Linked DNA regions of Urocitellus parryii: region 2 is linked to region 1. A link is a contact called in public Hi-C data. All regions are on one chromosome and are shown on one strand. Each heading gives the region's core, a stretch centred on a gene start, on an enhancer-like site or on the middle of the called end of the contact. The rest is flanking DNA. Distances are from core to core; before and after follow the strand shown. Region 1 holds the start of Lpp (LIM domain containing preferred translocation partner in lipoma). Region 2 holds the start of Bcl6 (BCL6 transcription repressor).

What was found. Hi-C and Micro-C count contacts between places; a contact is called where the count stands out from the background.
Region 2: a Hi-C map of liver shows a contact between it and region 1, with 4 times the contacts expected there. The contact joins the promoter of Bcl6 here to the promoter of Lpp in region 1. A contact is called at or near these places in 2 of 2 Hi-C or Micro-C datasets (liver and muscle).

What each region holds. Positions count from the first base shown.
Region 1 is chr2:182,028,092-182,032,276 of mUroPar1.hap1, reverse strand. Lpp (LIM domain containing preferred translocation partner in lipoma) reads left to right here and starts at 1,923. Exons shown (of 12, transcript XM_026389376.2): 1 at 1,923-2,010.
Region 2 is chr2:182,396,246-182,400,430 of mUroPar1.hap1, reverse strand. Bcl6 (BCL6 transcription repressor) reads right to left here and starts at 2,040. Exons shown (of 10, transcript XM_026389338.2): 1 at 1,975-2,040. It overlaps LOC144253323 (a long non-coding RNA gene), which reads left to right and starts at 2,213. Exons shown (of 7, transcript XR_013343275.1): 1 at 2,213-2,641.

The DNA.
Region 1 (4,185 bases), core at 674-3,173:
AAGTAAAAAGAAAAATAGTTCATTATCATGTGGAAGGGGTGGGTATCTCTACTCCCAGCCTCCTGCCATAGAAAGAGGTTTATTTAGGAAAGTAGATACTCATTTAAGGAAGAAATAGGGCAATCTCAAGAGAGACCCTTTGGGGATAAAGCAGGAAATACCCATTCAAGTGAGGATGTGGGCCATCTCAGGAGTGAGAGGCTCTGGGTGGGTATTCTCAGTCATCTTTCTCTGCTTCCAGATTCACATTTTTGTATGTATAGATGAGAAAATTAAGAGGAACAAAGAGGTTAAATAATTTAAACCCAGAAATATCTGAATTCAAAGACTTCACAAAAGAAATGCTCAATAAATGAGTCCAACAGCCTATGGTTTTTACATTTATTTCCTTAATTCTTGGTTAAAAGAATTCCATCAAAACCTAACCTCAAAAAAACCATGTTTAGGAGTTTTTGTGCATTATTAACTCAAAGTGTACTCTCATCATGTATGAGTGGAATCAGGTCCTGCTGGAGGTAAAGGCCAGGAAGATGGCATGGAAAGAGCACAGATCAGGTGACCTGTATGATGGGGGGGGCAGTTGAGTTCAGGTCTTGCTTAGTTATTTTGTGCTTGGCAAATCCTTTACCTGAGTTTTTGCCTTAAAGGTAGAAGATGGACTACAATTAATCCTATCCAACTCACTTGAAGATGTAATAATTCAGATGAAAGAGTGTTTTTATGATATATTGCAGTGAGGGATTATTCATTTAGATATGAATAGGATAGAAACACAAAGAAAGGAAGTCACAGGTTTGGAGTGCTTTCCAGGAAATAACCCCTGGATACAGTAAATGGTAGTTCTCACCTTTGTTCACATTTTCAAACGTCAGAGAAAAAAAAATCCGACTTGAACCTTCCAAGAAGAGGCTTGTCTTTATTCAAACCAGTCCACCCAGTTCGCATACTTTTTTTCGAAGCTGTAAGTACAGAGCAAGCTGTAGTTGTTTTAACTCCTGGGGTTCACCTCTTTCAGCACAGTACAGGGGAAGTTACCCTGAAGCAACTGAATGTCTCTGTTCCTCAGGGCTCACTGTCAACCAGAACCTTCCCAGAACTAGCTCTGGAAGGGAAATACAAAGTCACTTCACTGGGTGGTCCTCCTGCCTAGTCTGATATCTAACCTGGTTCTCAGCTCAGGGGTTAGGAGGCAGTCAGGACCCTGCCTGCGGGCTGGAATCAATCCTGAGGGGAGACAGGGACTCGGGTCCCGCTCCTGGATCTGTTGAGCGTAGGCTCTGTGGAAATCATTTCTTTTCTTCAAGTTTCAGCATTCTCACGGGTGAAGTGAATGGGTTGAAAGTTTTGTCTCTGCCAGTTTGAATATCCTGTAAATTTTGAGTCTTGCTGGGAATCCGGGGTGGGGCTCAGGAGGAGGTCTGTGGAAGGGAATACTTTAGCTCAAGCTCAGTCCCCTAATTTGGCACCGACATAGGAGACTCAAGTTGCCCCACTTCTCTAGCAGCCCCTCAACTCCGCCGCTTCCTCCTACGTCTCCTTCCTCTTCCTCCAGTGGAGGCAAGCCTCCACACCTCCCTCTTTCCCTTCCTCCTTTGCAAGTTCCCTACATTCCCACGTCTCCTCCTTTTCCTCCCAGGAAATGCAATGCCCTCTGTGCGCCCACCTTTTGGCAAAGTCACTGCCCACTGCGTGCGACCCCTCCCCCGCCGGGCGAGCGCTGCGCTGCGGCCCGCGGGCACACGCCTTCCCATACCTTACATGGACAAATGCGTGCAGGCAAAGTCAGGAATTCAGGCCCCTGACGTCAGCCTCCAGCGCTCAGGGCACCGCACGGGAGACCGAGGGGAGGGGGTGGGGACGGTGGGGAGGAAGGAGGGGGAAAGGCACCAACCAGCAGCCGCTCCAGCCCTGCCGAAGTTTCACTTTTTGTCTGTGGGTTCGCTCCCGGGCCCCGCGCGAGCTTTCCCGGGATAAGTAGCTTAGCGATCGGGGAGAGCCGAGCGCTGCAAGGTAAGGGCTGGCTGCACGACCCGGGACGCGGGGCGCTGGGCGCGGGCGGCGCGCTCGCCCGGACCGGTGCGGGGCGTGGGGCCGGGCCTGTCCGGGGCTGGGGACAATGGGAGGGGGAGTGCCGGGGCACCTCCTCCTCCGCCTCTGCCTCCGCCTCCAGCCGCCGCTGCTGCCGCTGCCCCGTCTGCCTCCTCCCTGAGGTATTGTTGCAAATCCTCCTTCCTTCCCCCTCACCCTCCGCCCGCGGGCGCTTCAAGAACCCCCAGCCCGCTCCGGGCGAGAGCGCCTCTAGGGTGGCAGGAGCGAGGGGTGCAGAGCGCCCTTCCCCGGCCGCCAGGCCCGCGGTGCGGAAGTGCCGACCGCGGCCCAATCACCGGGTGCACGCCGTGGGGGAGGGGGACCCAGAGTTTTTGGGGAAGCCTCGATCGGGGGTTGGGCGGGGTTGGAGTCTTGGCGCGCCCCCTGCCCGGGCTTTCTGGGCGCCCAGGGGGCGGGGCCACGCCTAGCCGCTTAGAGCTTTCGCGGAATCTCAGTTGTCACAGTGGAAAGGGCCTAGAGACCCAGTCATTCAAGTCCTCCCATTTCAGAGTTAGAGCAATCGAGGCCAAGACTGGAGGGTCTTCCCCGAAGTCATTCTTTAGAGATCGAGCCATAAATAAAGTAGGTGGCTCAGGACTCCTACTTCCCGTTCTGTAAGCATTTCTAGAGTCCCCACTGTGTGTCAGGCACTTTGCTGGTGTGTTGGGCCCAGATCTTACCCTCAGGGAGCACTCAACTGAGTGGAGAAGCCAAACCTGACCCAATAGGAAATGTTAAGTGCTGAGGGGAAATATAAGGATAAGAGTTTTAAGGAAATGGCCTTTGGAAGGGGCTGTGCTTGATTGTTGCTTTTGAAGGATGGGGAATTTTCTGAAGTCAATCAGCCATGGAGGAAGGGCATTTCAACGAGGCAAGTGCAGATCAGAGAAGACTGAATAAAGGGTGGGAAATAAAGATGAACTGTAAATGGGGGCATAAAGTTTGGAATAGGGACGGGTATGACCTGAGATGAACTCGTCCGTGGAATGGTACCTGGATTCTTGGGCAGAGTGGAGTCTTTGGGATTCAGGGTCCCAAGAAAACTCTACTTTCCTTTCCTTAGGAGGGTTCCACCACTTTCCCTCCAACAGGAAAGGATTAGCAAGAACTCAGGGTTATCTCTGAGCTACTTTCCTCAGCCAAACTCACTTAACATTGTTTCAATCACCTTATTCTTTTGATCCCCCATCCCCTTTTCTGGATGTCTTGCCTCTCCAATAAAATGAATTGTCACAAATGTGTTAGTGACTTACTGCTTTTCCTCTTCCTGCACGTGTGCATTTTAAGAGAATCTCTAGAGGAAGGAAGGGAAGTGGATGGGGGTGTCTTTAGAAAGAGCTAACCTTCTCTCCCATTCTCACTTTGCCTCACTCTTACAGGTAGGGAAACATGTAGAGTTGAGTGTCAGCCCTAGAGCAGAGTAAAGGTGGACCGCGGTGGGGGTACAGAACACCGAGTAGAGTTCTCTCTATTCCATCAAGATCCTCTTCCTTGCAGAACTTCTGCCAGCACCAGGGCCAGTTAAAGAGGAGATTATGTATCTTGCTTCTGATGCTTGCAAGGCAGCCCTTAACCCCAGGGCTCAAGTTTAGAATGTAGAGTCTGTAGTCAGTAGTAGCTATTGAAATGGTAGGGGTACAAATTTGGGGCCTCTGGGTCAGACAGTCCCTCAGGGTCAGGCACCCTGTAAATAGCATAGGCTTAGCCTTGGCCTTGGCGATAGGGAGGAAGGAGAAGCTGAGCCTCTGAGCTGATTGTTATGGTGGGAATGAGTGGGATCCCTCTTGAAGTCACATTCTGGTGGAGAGGTGATGCCTCCAAGAGAGGGAGACAATTTCAGGAAATGATGGGTGGGAGAGGAGACTTGATTATGAAGGACTTTAAAAATGCCAAGCTATTGAGTTTGGATATGACGCGAAGCCATCATTTGAGGGTTTCCAGCAGGCTGGAACATGAATGAGAGGGGATTTCTCACATTGGGAAGCCTCCTGCTGCCCAGTTTCAGTGAGAGGTGATAATTTGGTTAAGAATATTATCATTGGGTGTTTGTTCATTTAATTGACATGTTACTGAGTACCTATTATATGCCACTGACAA
Region 2 (4,185 bases), core at 791-3,290, 370 kb before region 1:
CTCTGGACTTTCAGCAACCGGTTTAAGGTCATTTCCTCAGCTTAACTGTCAGGACCTCCACCATCCCCACCACGCAGATATAAGTGGGCACCACACAAAGGGTCTCCCCCCCGCCCCGATTCTTTTAGAAAATCTGTTGGGTTGTGCTCTTGCTTTTCATGGGGGAGTTTTAAAACTCATTGCAACATTAGTTCCATTTTTCTCCAGGGTTCCAATAGCACAGTATCATAAAAGCAACGCAACCCATAGTTCTCAAGACATTTACCACTGTCACTACATCCGGCAGCGGGGTGGCCCCTTGCTCCTGCTGCACCCCAGTGCAGCCGGTTTCCGAAGCTCCAACTCCCTACCCACTCGCGCCCCAGGCCGCCGTCGCCGCCGCTTCCCCCACTCCTACTCCCTCGAGAAGAGCCACAGGTTGCAGATCCAACCAACCTCGCAATCTATTTTTGCAAAATCACTCACAAAGGTCTCCCTTTTGCGCCCGCTCCTCCCGCCGGGTCCCCCAGCCATAGCCACAAAGTGCCCTTCTCTCCTCCCGGGTCTTGCACGTAGGGAACGCGGGCTGGAGCTCTGTTTGTCTTTCCCTCGCCCAGTGTAAGGACCTTAGGAATCTGAAGTCTGGCGTCCGCTCTACTCAGGCCCACAACTGCCTTTTTACGGAACGTGCAACATGGGGAAAAAGAATATAAAATTTAGGAAAGGGAGGGAACAACCATTGAGAGCCAACACAGAGTCACGCAGCGCCCAAAATACAAACACCGCGGCCGCCAGAAATCCCGCCACCTTCTCGCTCTCCTGGGCTGTCCTGTCAAGGTTCCCTGTGTCCCCGCACACCGAAAGGCGTCGCAGGTGCAAACACGCACCCCTTTCCTACCCACCCCCAACATCCCTGTCCGGCCGTCAGCCTCTCTTCTCGGGATGGGCAAAGGAAGCGCGCAGTGGCTTCCCGACTCCCTTGACTACAACCAAGAAAGATTAATTTTCAAAGTATTCAATACCCCCCCCCCCAAGCTAAACCTCCCAAAACACAGGGGAAGGGGACACCAAAACACTCGTCTCTCCTTAGGAAGATCACGGCTCTGAAAGGAAGTAGTAGACACGATACTTCATCTGGGTTTATGACCAAAAAAAAAAAAAAAAAAGAGTGGGGGAAAAAAAACACCCGAGGAGTTCGCTTGTATTTTTCCTCCCAAATCTCGGTTCGGTTGGAAGGCAGGGAATCTTAAGGACTGAAGCCGGTGGAAGGGAGCCAGCGGGGCGAGCAAGCGGGCAGCCTCCCTCCTCGCCTCCCGGAGTTACCCAGAAGGACGGGAGAAGAGAGGCTAGGGAAAGGAGGAGGGAGGGAGGGAAAGGGAGGCAGGAGCGAAGGAGCAAGGAAGGCAGTTTGCAAGCCAGAAAAGAGGGAAAAAACACAGCCGCACGAATCCAGCGAGATCACAAGCCGTACGCAAGCAGCAGCCTTTAGAAAGAGCGAGAGCGCGAGCGCGCGTCCTTTCCGCCGTCTGAGGCCAGACAGCCCCCAGACTTGCCAGAATCACCCCCTAAACACTGTCTCGTCCTCTCTGCTCCGGCCGCCCCCAAATTCCCCTCCTTCTCTCCTCCAACCTCCTTTTCAAAAACCAAAACAACATCAGGGAGGGTGGCAAAAGCCTCCCCAAACCGGCCGATTCCCTCAAAGACAACAAAATAATAATAATAATTATATATAAATCTATATCCTAGAGTGGGAGAGACGTGGGACTAATATTCGGCATTTATTTTAACACCTGACAGCTAGAATAAATAAATATATACATTTATATCAATAGATACACATAGGAAACTTGGAGCCAAAGCATTTGGCAAAAGCGGAAAAAAAAAGAATTAAAAGGTAAAATAATGATCATGAGCAGCGGCGGCGGCAGCGGCACCAGCGGCAACGGCGGCGGCGGCGGCAGCAGCAGCAGCGGCGGCAGCAACAGCAATAATCACCTGGTGTCCGGCCTTTCCTAGAAACTTCTTGCATCACCACTTCTAAGAACCCCAGTTCTAAGAATCAACAGAGCTCAATTCTCGGAATTTGAGCTGCGGACTTTACCACTGCTACGTGGCAGGGGAGGACACGGTGTCAGTTCTCTGGGTTTTTTACCTCCTCTGCCCGATAAAATTCCCTCAAAGTCACAATATTTTCCCACTTTACGGCATATTTTGAAGTTCTTACAGGATAACCGTCTTGGTTATGAATGTTCCGCTTCGAGGCTCGAGTGGACAGAAGGCAGCCCTCCCTCCAGGGCCTCTGCATGATGGTACGGCCTGCTCCGCCGCTGTCACGTGGGCGCCTCCTGTGTGACGTCGGCGTCTTCGCTGTAGCAAAGCTCGGCCTCTGGAATTCTGAGAACTAATTTGCTATTCGGTGACATAAGAGGGGGAGTGCGCTTTGCTTTCCCGGGGTCTGGGCTAATTCTTCCTCTCTTACCATAAACTCAGCTCCTCGAGCTAAATGCATAAAAGGGAGCGAGAGATTTGAACCACTAGAACAAGTATGTTATATATAGTAGGTTTAGAGAGACGAGTAAGAGGAAAAAAACAATAAACACCACAGCTCTCTCCAGCTAATATATTAGGCACCACGAGAAAAATATTTGCCAAGCAGTGTTCGGTGGGTTCATTTGCTTTATTTTTAATTTGGGACTGGGGTGGAGGGTGTTTTTGAGCTTTTTCTTTTTGGTGTGATGGCTTGGGATTTCTGGTTGTTGTATTTTGATGATTTTCAGATTTTTGCCTCTGATTTTTGCCTTTTGCAAGTTTGTGGTGTTACGTAAAGCTTAGGATCCGTCATCGGTTGATTCTTGTTTTGTGTGCGTTCTTTCTCTCCCTATCTAATCGCTCAAGCATTTAAAAGAAGATGTATTATTTCAATACTGATACTATTGAAAGACGCTTACATTTTTAATCATATGTGACAATCCCAACCCCCATTTTCCCCTCTTTAGTGCAATTTCCTTTTCCCCTTGGACTTTTACTGAAGAGAGGCTGTCCTGCACTGGAGAGAAATGCTCCAAGAATTTGTTTTGTTTTGGTTTGTTTCTTTCCAGGATAGCAAGTGGTGGGTTTACTCTGTTATTGTTGACTCTTAGGGAATTTCTTGTTGCAAGAAACGTGTGTATTTGGATATATGTACGTGTGTGTTCTGCAGAATTCTGTGAGCCAAATACATGTTTGTGTTTTGATTTTCCTTTTTGGGTTAATTCTTTCATTTCTTTCTTTTTTTCTTTCTTCCTTCCTTCCACCCCCACCCCCCACCCCGGGCTTGTTTCAAGGTCGTTGTGAAAAGTCTCTTCAGTCAGTGTTGAAGGGATCAGCCGGAGGGAATTCTAAAGGCCTGCCGTGCCAGTATCACAGATACTGCGTGTATTTAGAACAGACTGTGCTACAACTACAACGCACCGCACGGAGCACAGTCCTCTCAGCTCTGGAGTTGAGAGGAGGAAATAATTCTTTCTCTTTTTCATTTTTCCTTTCTTTTTAAAGGCAAATGCAGTGCAGAATTATTTCACTGTGGGCCCTGGTTTGTTTGTTCAGAGCTGCCAGTTTCCCTATTTAAATGTTGGTTGGGGTTTTTTCCCCTCCTACTCATCCCTCAATGAGGGAGACTCTTGTTTCTTTTATGTCTCTCTCTTAAAAGAAGGGTGTGAGGGGAAAATAATATTTCAGATTCCTCAAGAATTAACCCAAAATGTTTGGACCAGAAGCAGCTTTCAAAGGTCAGACTGTTCTGAGCTTTGGCTATGAGAGTCCTTCAAGCGACTCATTAAATCACAGATGAGTTCTTAAATGTTCCACAAAATTTCTTCACATATGAATTTCTAATAAAGATTTTTCTCTAAACAATATAACTAGTGCAACCCCAAATTTGGATCTATAATGGAGAAGGGAGCGGAGCTTTAAAAGATCGCTGGTTGTTTCCTCGGATATTTGGGATTTCTTTCACTGACAGTCACATAAGAAGTTTCAGATATGGCTGAGAATGCACCCCCCCCCCCCAAAACCCCTTCCAAAGGCTGTGTCACAGGTTTTACAACCAGGGGTAGTCCAAAGAGGCTGATTACTTTCCACAAGGGCTGGAGCTTAGGAAATATGTGTGTCTGTCCCTGTGAAATCTGAATATTTTAATACTTATTGACAGATGGATTACCGCAGCCT